Linked DNA regions of Zea mays: all the other regions are linked to region 1. A link is a contact called in public Hi-C data. All regions are on one chromosome and are shown on one strand. The core of a region is the stretch at or near the end of the contact, and the rest is flanking DNA. Distances in the headings are between cores, read along the strand shown.

Region 1 (2,748 bases), core at 93-2,592:
CCGTCCTCCTCAGACAGCTCCCCCTTTTCCATCAAGTCTCCACATAGCAATGTCTCATTCTTATTCCGGCAGAAGCAACGCACAGAGATGAGAACAGCGCAATCCCCGCAAGAACCAGTGTGGCAAACCTTCTCGCAGCGATGCCTTTTGCAAGGCAGCATCTGTTCACAAGGGCGGCCACAGGTCACAGGCGTGCTCCTGTCCGCACAGCGCCGCACGATGATCTGCTTCCCGCAGGGGCAGGGTCGATCCGGAGCAAATGCTTTGCATGGCGGGCACGGGCCCGGGTGGCACTGAAGGACGCAGACGTGCGGACACCTGGTGGCGTCAACATCCTCCCCCTTGGCGCCAGGCGGTTCCGCTCTCTCGAGAGGCTTGGAGCAGGGCTCGCCGCAGGAGTGGGGTGTGAGGAAATGGTCGTTGGGGGGATCTCTCCGGCGCCCACAGAAGCAGCTGTAGGTGAGCTCGCGGGCCGGGGTGGCGTACACGAACTGACACCCCGGGCAGCGCCAGGAAGGGGAGGCCGGCTCTGCTGCTCGGGATGCATCCGCAGCGGAGGCCGGGTAGCGCACCCACTTCCGGATGCAGGGGAGGTGGAATATGGAGAAGCAGCTGCCGCAGGACCAGATGGCCGCCGACCGCCGCACCATTTCGTAGCAGATCATGCACTCCACCGCGCCGCGGGAGAGCTTGTCCTGGATCTCCTGCACCAGCTGCGGCACCGCCCCATCTCCCCGAGTCGACGCCGCTGCAGGCGCGGGTGCGCGATCACAGAAACGAGCAGGCGGCGCGGGAGTCGGACTCTCCGGCGGTGGGCCCCGGCGACGGTGTCCTGCGTTGTCGTTCTGCTCCTGAGGCGCGGCAGGGCGGTGATTGTGGCTGTTACCGTGATTAGGGCGGCGTGGGCGGCGGCGGGGCGGGCGTGCCTCCGAGGCCGAAGCCGAGGCCGAGGTAGGGAGGGGCAGGATCGAGCCGGGGGCAGAGGCGGCGGGGCGGGGTCGCCACACATGGGAGGCGGTGACCACGGGTCCACCCCCGCGGCGGCGATCGGTGGAGGGCTGCATACAGCGGCGGGAGGGGAGGGGTAAACCTAGGGTTGCGGCACCGCCCGCCGTCGGGGCGGGGTGTTTGCGGTGGGATATAGAAGAGTGTTGTTGCAGGGGTGGAGTGCGGTGTGTGGGATGGGGAAGAGAAGCCCCGGCGGAGGGTAGTGGTGGCGAGGAACGGGAAGGGTGGGACTGTGGGAGGAGGGGGGTATTTGATTGGGAAGAGCCTCGGAGAGGACGGCGAACCGGCGAGGGCGAAAGAGGAAGGCCTGGCCGCCTGGGCCTGTTCGAGTCTTCGAGATGACCGAGAGGTATGGTGCGATCGGGTCCATTAGTTTTGCGGCTGTGACGTCACGATAATTCCAATCTATGCCGCTCTTAGAGCATCTCCAAAAGCTCCCCAGAAGTCTCCCATAAATCTATTTTTTGGGAAAAACACAAAAACATGTCTCCAACAGTTCCCCTAAAGCGCCCCCAACTTTTTCATAGCCCTTAAAACTCCCTCATTTGTAGCTACAAATGAGGGGTTTTTTGGGCTCCCCAGAAACAAACTGCTGCTTTAAGGGACCTGTTGGAGAAAGGATTAAAATTTACCCCCACTTATTATTTAGATATCCCTTAAAACTGATTTTGAGAAGTCGTTTTATGGAGAGCTCTTGGAGATGCTCTTAAAAAGCGTATATCTAAACAATACCACCGCTAAGGCCCTATTTATTTTTATCTAGATTAATAAATTAAGAGACAAATAAACAATATAGTTTATTAGGTGAATTATATAATCTAGATACCTATAATATGATAATCAATAAGTAGATTATTAGGTAATTATATAATCTGTAATTTGGATTATACAATCTTGGAAGAAACAAACATGGCCTAAGAATTTGGGTTCAAGATATATCATTCCTAAATGACCTCCTCTTCAAACAATGTTATGATAGCTACTAATTCCTCTCTTTCTCCACTCTAATCAAGTTTTAACACTACATTTCACATACTTTGACCAATTTACCTCTCCTTGAACAGACACAGTCGCATGCCCATACGAAGGAGCACAAGAAAAAACACAACCTTAGACATCCCATCAAAATAATATAATAATTAAAATGCCGTGCATGTATCGTTAGTTTGATTGCTAGCATTTAGTTGTTTGCAGTGTATTATACGAAGCAGAAAATAAGAGAAAGCCATACCTAGTAAGGAACATACTATTTTTTTCTTCATATAAATTGTGCCATGCTCCTGGTGGAAAAAATGTGTTATGTTGGCAGGCACGGCAATGTTTTTTCTATCAACTTTCTATGGCTTCTTAATTAAATACCTTTCCAGGCAAGGTTTTGCAAGCTCAGGGCATGAAGGTTGACAGATCTATAGAGTTCTCGTATGATGAACTTTCCAATGCTACAAACAACAACTTCAGTATGGACTATAAAATTGGGCAAGGTGGTTTTGCCTCTGTTTTTTTTTTCTACTGAGCTTAGAGGTGAGGTCAGCTCAGCCATTTCTCACTATGTATAACATGGATAGGCAATGTAGCTGGTGCACATGCTCTTGATAGTTCAATAGACAACTAATGTCTATGACCCCTTGCATAAACTAAATAAAGGAAGCAGTCCATCTGCAGTATGCTTATGATGTGAAATAATTTTCCCTTTCTCTTTCCCGTATCCAGAAAGCTGCCATAAAGAAAATGGATACAAAG
Region 2 (2,748 bases), core at 110-2,609, 180 kb after region 1:
TCTTCTCATGCTATTGTTTCCAAATTTTCATATACTATGAGCAGGGAATTTTAGATGAGCTTGTTGGGCGAGCTAAACTCTTTTCTTGGGCTACAAATCAAGCAGACCCAAAACGGGACCTATATGCATCAAGGCAAGTATAGAAAGAACGTTCTGAAAAAGTTCGATATGGGCGAGCCCAAGCCTTGTTCGACGCCCATGTCCACCACGACGACGCTTGATGCTGATGAGGACGATGAGCCCGTGGACCATAAGGAGTGCAAGAGCATGCTTGGCTCTCTCCTGTACTTGACTACGACGAGGCCAGATATACAGTTTGCAGTATGTATGTGCTCTCGTTTTCAAGCTTCCCCACACACTTCTGATAAATAGGCTATGAAACAGATTATTAGGTACATGCGCTTCACTCCGGAGTTTGGTTTGTGGTACTCTTCTTCTTCCATTCCATCTTTGTGTGGGTACTCAGATGCTGATTTTGAGGGATGTCGCTTGGAGCGCAAGTATGCTTCTGGGGCTTGTCAGTTTTTGGGGTCTTTGTTGGTTTCCTCGTCTTCGCACAAACAGTCTGAGTATGTTGATGCCGCTAGCTATTGCTCGCAGTTGTTATGGATGATGGCTACTTTACAGATTTTTGGCTTGGATTTTCATCATATGCTTCTGCTTTGCGATAACACGAGTGCCATAAGTGTTGCCAAGAATCCTATGCTGCATTCGAAGACCAAGCACATCGGTGTTTGTTTTCACTTTCTTCGTGATCATTATGAGAAAGGCGACATCGATTTGCGCCATGTTGATACCCATCGATAGCTTGTTGTCATTTTGATCAAACCCTTTGACCAATCCACTTTTGCACATTGATGATGTGAATTGGGTGTTTGCTTCCCTTTTTGATCGAGGGCTCCTTTTGTTTTTATTCCTTTTCTTCTGCTTTTTATGTAGTTTATAGCTTTTGCTTCTTGCTTTTTTGCATTATATGTGCATCTCATATAGCCTTTTGAGCTTCACTTGTATAACTACTAGAATGTGACTATGCTTCTAGTAGTATGTTCTTTGTATACAAAATTTTTAAACTTAATTAATCTACGATTATTAAATATTTACTGTAACATCACATGATCGAATCATTGATTAATTAGACTTAAAAGCTTGTCTTATTATTTACTTCTCATTTACTATATAATTAGTTTTATAATTAGACTATATTTAATTCATCTAACTAATAATCAAACATCGGATACCTTAGAATCTTGCTTTGGATGCATACTTAAAAAAAGTTAATTCTGGGATCGGAAGCCGGAGCGCCGGAGGAAGAAAACGGAAAACGACGCAGCAGCGAAAAGAACCCAATCCGCTGGCCCCGCCAGCCCGCCCACAGAAAAGCCGTTCTCCCCTCTTTCTCGATTCGACGAGGGGAAGACTCGTCGAGCCGCCGGCCAGCCCATCTCGGCGCATTCCCGGAGAATCCCTCCGGAAACCGGTCGATCCTGGGTCATCCAACACACAGCACTTCGCTTCTCCCGCGTCCCCGACCCGCGCGCAAGCCCTCATGCGGTTAGGGCTGTAACGATCTCGTCTCGCTACCGGCGGCCGGCTGCGGAACGGGCCACCCCACGCGCTCCTCTGAGTTCGTTCGACTAATCTACCGCTGACTGTACTTTGGGCTGTCGCCACCAGAAAGCCCTCACGAGTCCTTTGCCTCCTCACTCCGTCAGGCTCGTCGCCACAGGTGCGTGGATCTCTTTTCCTTTTCCCTTTCCTTTTCCAAACATACCTCGGCGGTGTAGTTGATTTCGGCATCGCAAAATCATTGATTTGTAGCAACTTCTGGATCCACAAATTTGTCCACGGTAGTGTTCGGATTAGGGAATGCGTAGATGCACTGTTGATGAAGTGCGAACTGAGGTGGTAGTTAGCTCTGCTAACTTAAATATTATCTTATACTACCAGTCCATACTATCCCATAATACCGGTCCCTTCGAAATCTAATTGAAGAGCACTTGCAGTTACTAATTGGCAGATTGGTGTGTGTTCATGGCTTAATGCAAATCATTTTTTTTGTGCACTTGGAGATTTGGAGCCAGCCATCTTTTACGTAAACAATAGCTATTAAGTGCTCTCGCATATTTTATTTTTTATCATGTTCGTACACAACATTTGACACAAGGACCTTGTTTCAGTTGAAATTTACTAACTTCAGTTTTGTTCATACATGTTTGCTGTTGAGTGCTGCAGAGAAAAACATTTCAAGCTCAAAGTACATGCATGGGTTAATATTTCCAAGTTGGGTCCTATAGGCTCCCTTAGCTTCTGAAATTCAAGTTTAATTTACAATGAGGATAAAAAAAAACTCGGCCGGTAGGGGAAAGATTGTTCTCACTAAGAAGAAGCTCAATCGAAGCCCCGACTGAGCAAGATCATGAAAGTTGCCCCCCCCCCCACTGCAGCATGAGGATCCGTCCCCTATAGGCTAGATCTTTACTCGTGCTTTGAGGCTTCCCAATCCCTACACGAGGATCCGCCCCCATGAGTGCTAATCAGATCACCAAACTAACTCAGCTAGAAGCCCTTTCGCACAACATGAGGATAATTTTGCGCCTATATCAATCTGGTAGCTGTTGCATTGTGCAAATTCTTTGTTTGGATCATCTTCGGTTTGTCCCTGTGTTCAAATAATAAATGTACATAACATAGGTAACAGACGCATGGAAAGGTTATTATAATAAGGCTGACCTTTTGTTTCTATGCTTT
Region 3 (2,748 bases), core at 110-2,609, 170 kb before region 1:
TTAGTCATCAACATCATAAGCTGCATTGAACGCGCGGACACAGAATACCAGACTATAAAATTCTGAGCTTAACAAAGATGAGAGGGTGGTTTCATCACCTATTTTACATAATCGCTGCATTTCCTAATTACTTTCACATTTTGTACTAGAGATAAATGCATCTTTTACCACAGGAAACCCATTTTAGTTGTGACCGTCGTGTAGGTTATGTACTCATGTGTAAGAATTGTATATGCTACTTCACAGCTGAAATTCCATCTGTTTTGCACTCCTTTTTTTTAATTTGTTTTCACCGGTTGATCCCGAATAACGGCTAGTCTTAGTAATGCTGTCGCGGGAATTTTTTTTTTTACTTTTGAATACCTTTACGAACATCGTAAGTTTTTCACCATTCAACCGATTGGATCCACTTTTAAATGTCTTTAGTTCAGTAGCACTACTTAGTTTTGTCTATGAAAAAATGTCTCACCAATAAGTACTGGAGAGATGTAAAAGTAAAACTGAGCTGTGGTATAGGTACTAGAAGACGTCCACGTTCTTTCACTCATGCATAGCATAGCCTGTTGGTCAAAGTAAATATCAGACAGAGTAAAATACATCCAGACAGCAAACTTCAATTTCAGACATTCCTGTTCTAGCTCCTGGTTCGTTGACACACTAAAGCACACGTTCACCTCTCCATTCTCGGTCACGCAGAGACCTCAGCGCCACCACACGCTCGCCATCCACCTACTCATACCTGTAGATGAAGTCGGAGTTGCCGACCATGGCATTGAGCACCTGCGAGACGAGGAAGCCGCTGCCGGCGATGACGGCCACGATGAGCAGCGCCGTGACGGGGTTCTTGAGCAGCTCCACTATGGGCTGCAGCACCGTGTACGCCACCCCTGTGCTCACCGTCACAACGTACAGCGCGTACCGCCGCATGTTGTCCCAGAACTCCTCCACCAGGGGGCCCTCTGGCCCCAGCGCCAGGGCGGGGCCTGGCCCCGCGGACAGGGCCAGCGCCACGGTCACGCCCACCGTGATGCCGCCGAGGAGCGCCCACGTCGGCAGAGCGCACGTCCTGCCGCCGCCGCCGGCCTCGTTATTATTGCCCGCTGCAGCGAGCTCTTGACGCAAGTGGCTCTCCTCCTCCCTAGCTGCTGCGATGCTTTCGTGAGGCGCTATGGCAAGGAGGCGTTTTGCGTGCTGCTGCGGGGTTGGTGGTTCACAGGAGGAGAGCCCAGCTCGGACGACGGCGGTGAGGCCATGGCCGCGTCCGGGAGACAGCCGATGTAGGTGGTGGAGGAGAGAGAGCTGGTTCATCTTGTGCAGGCGCCGTCGCTTGGTGGTTGTTTTTTGTGATAAGGCTTCTCCAACCATCCATCTCTCCCTATACGTACTTTATACTCTTTTTATTACCTTCCTCCCCCCACCCCCCAAACTTTCACTTCTCCAACCGTTCAACCTAGCAATTTCATATCGCCATTAACCGGGACCACGCCGCTGGACACGCGAGGATCATGGCGGACTACTTCAGCGATAACCCGGTCTACAGTGATTGGCAGTTCCGACGAAGGTTTAAACCCTTGCTTTTTTTCCGTTTCCATTTCTCATTTTGCAATGGGGATTTTACAAAGTTCTAAAGCTTTTTTACTTAGGTATGAGGCGACCATTATTCATTCGCCTCATGGAAAGCGTGACCGAAAGGGACCCATGGTTCTCAAGTCGTCCCGATGCGGCGATGCCACCGGGAAGATGGAACTAGCTCCATTCCAGAAATGCATTGCCGCATTTTGGCATACGAAGTTCATGCTGATGCGGTCGACGGATATGTGCACATATCCGAGTCCACTGCCTTTTAGACAAAAGGCTTCTGTCTTACACAAAACAGATGCAAAGGATTGGAACTTCGGATTTTGAAGTATAATACTCACCTGATTTGGTACAAAAGCAGGGTCCTAGTAAAACTCAAACTTTATCCATCGATTCAAATTGGATGTATCGTGGTTTTAGAAACGAGGGACAATAGATTGTGTTCGGCGGGAATGTAAGCACGGACTTATATTACTCCGAATGGTGGATCACAGAGATCCTAGCAAGGAACTAAGACATGGGGTTTATAATGGTTTAGGCTTGCGCCGTAGTCTAGTGTAGTGTTGATCGTAGTATTGCTGAGGATGTGTTACAACTGGTGTGCTTGTGTCTGTACGAGGGGAGAGGGACTCCATTTTATACTTCAAGGGATGGTCCTTACATGAGAAAGAGAGAGAGAGTTCTTTGACTAAGCCCTATGTCGTAGTGCGTGGCAGCCCCCTCTTGGACCAATCTTGGGACGTGCCTACATGCGGCATGACTCCTTCTAACGGGTCGTGTGCTGCCGTACTCTTGGCACGACATCATGTCTCATCTGCCCGACGTGCAAGTCCCTATAGCTCGCTCTACGCCCGTGCTGCTGTACTTGATGGGTCCCACATAATGTGGTCTCGTTAAGGTTGAGGTTCGTATTCAGTACATCTTCATCTTCTGTCAGTACCCTTGCGTCACCCTCCATCCTTCCTGGTACGTGGGTGGAGACTTTGTTGTCGTGACCCCCTTTGGCACTGTAAGCATGGTGTGGACATGGTTTGGTGGCGACGTGTCCTGTTATGGCAGTCGTGGACCAACAACGTCGGCCTAGGCTCCCTTCTTGCGGGTCCGTTTGGTCGTTCGCTCTATCTCGCAGACTTGCTCGGTGGGGACTTAGTTATTCATCCCGCCTCGCAG

The links. A called contact is a pair of places that touch in the nucleus more often than the background predicts.
Region 2: a contact with region 1 is called in a Hi-C map of endosperm, with 2.4 times the contacts expected there. The contact joins the promoter of LOC100280336 here to the promoter of LOC103629990 in region 1. A contact is called at or near these places in 6 of 25 Hi-C or Micro-C datasets (ear, endosperm, leaf and 1 more).
Region 3: a contact with region 1 is called in a Hi-C map of ear, with 4 times the contacts expected there. The contact joins the promoter of LOC100275996 here to the promoter of LOC103629990 in region 1. A contact is called at or near these places in 3 of 25 Hi-C or Micro-C datasets (ear, leaf and tassel).

What each region holds. Positions count from the first base shown.
Region 1 is chr6:129,593,603-129,596,350 of Zm-B73-REFERENCE-NAM-5.0, reverse strand. LOC103629990 (NF-X1-type zinc finger protein NFXL1) reads right to left here and starts at 1,342. Exons shown (of 1, transcript XM_008651086.3): 1 at 1-1,342. The coding sequence starts at 1,064.
Region 2 is chr6:129,416,822-129,419,569 of Zm-B73-REFERENCE-NAM-5.0, reverse strand. LOC100280336 (THO complex subunit 4) reads left to right here and starts at 1,359. Exons shown (of 7, transcript NM_001153262.1): 1 at 1,359-1,726.
Region 3 is chr6:129,760,338-129,763,085 of Zm-B73-REFERENCE-NAM-5.0, reverse strand. It overlaps LOC100275996, which reads right to left and starts at 1,359. Exons shown (of 1, transcript NM_001149894.1): 1 at 422-1,359. The coding sequence starts at 1,308. The coding sequence ends at 730. LOC103631377 (DNA topoisomerase 1) reads left to right here. Exons shown (of 21, transcript XM_020539478.2): 21 at 1-282.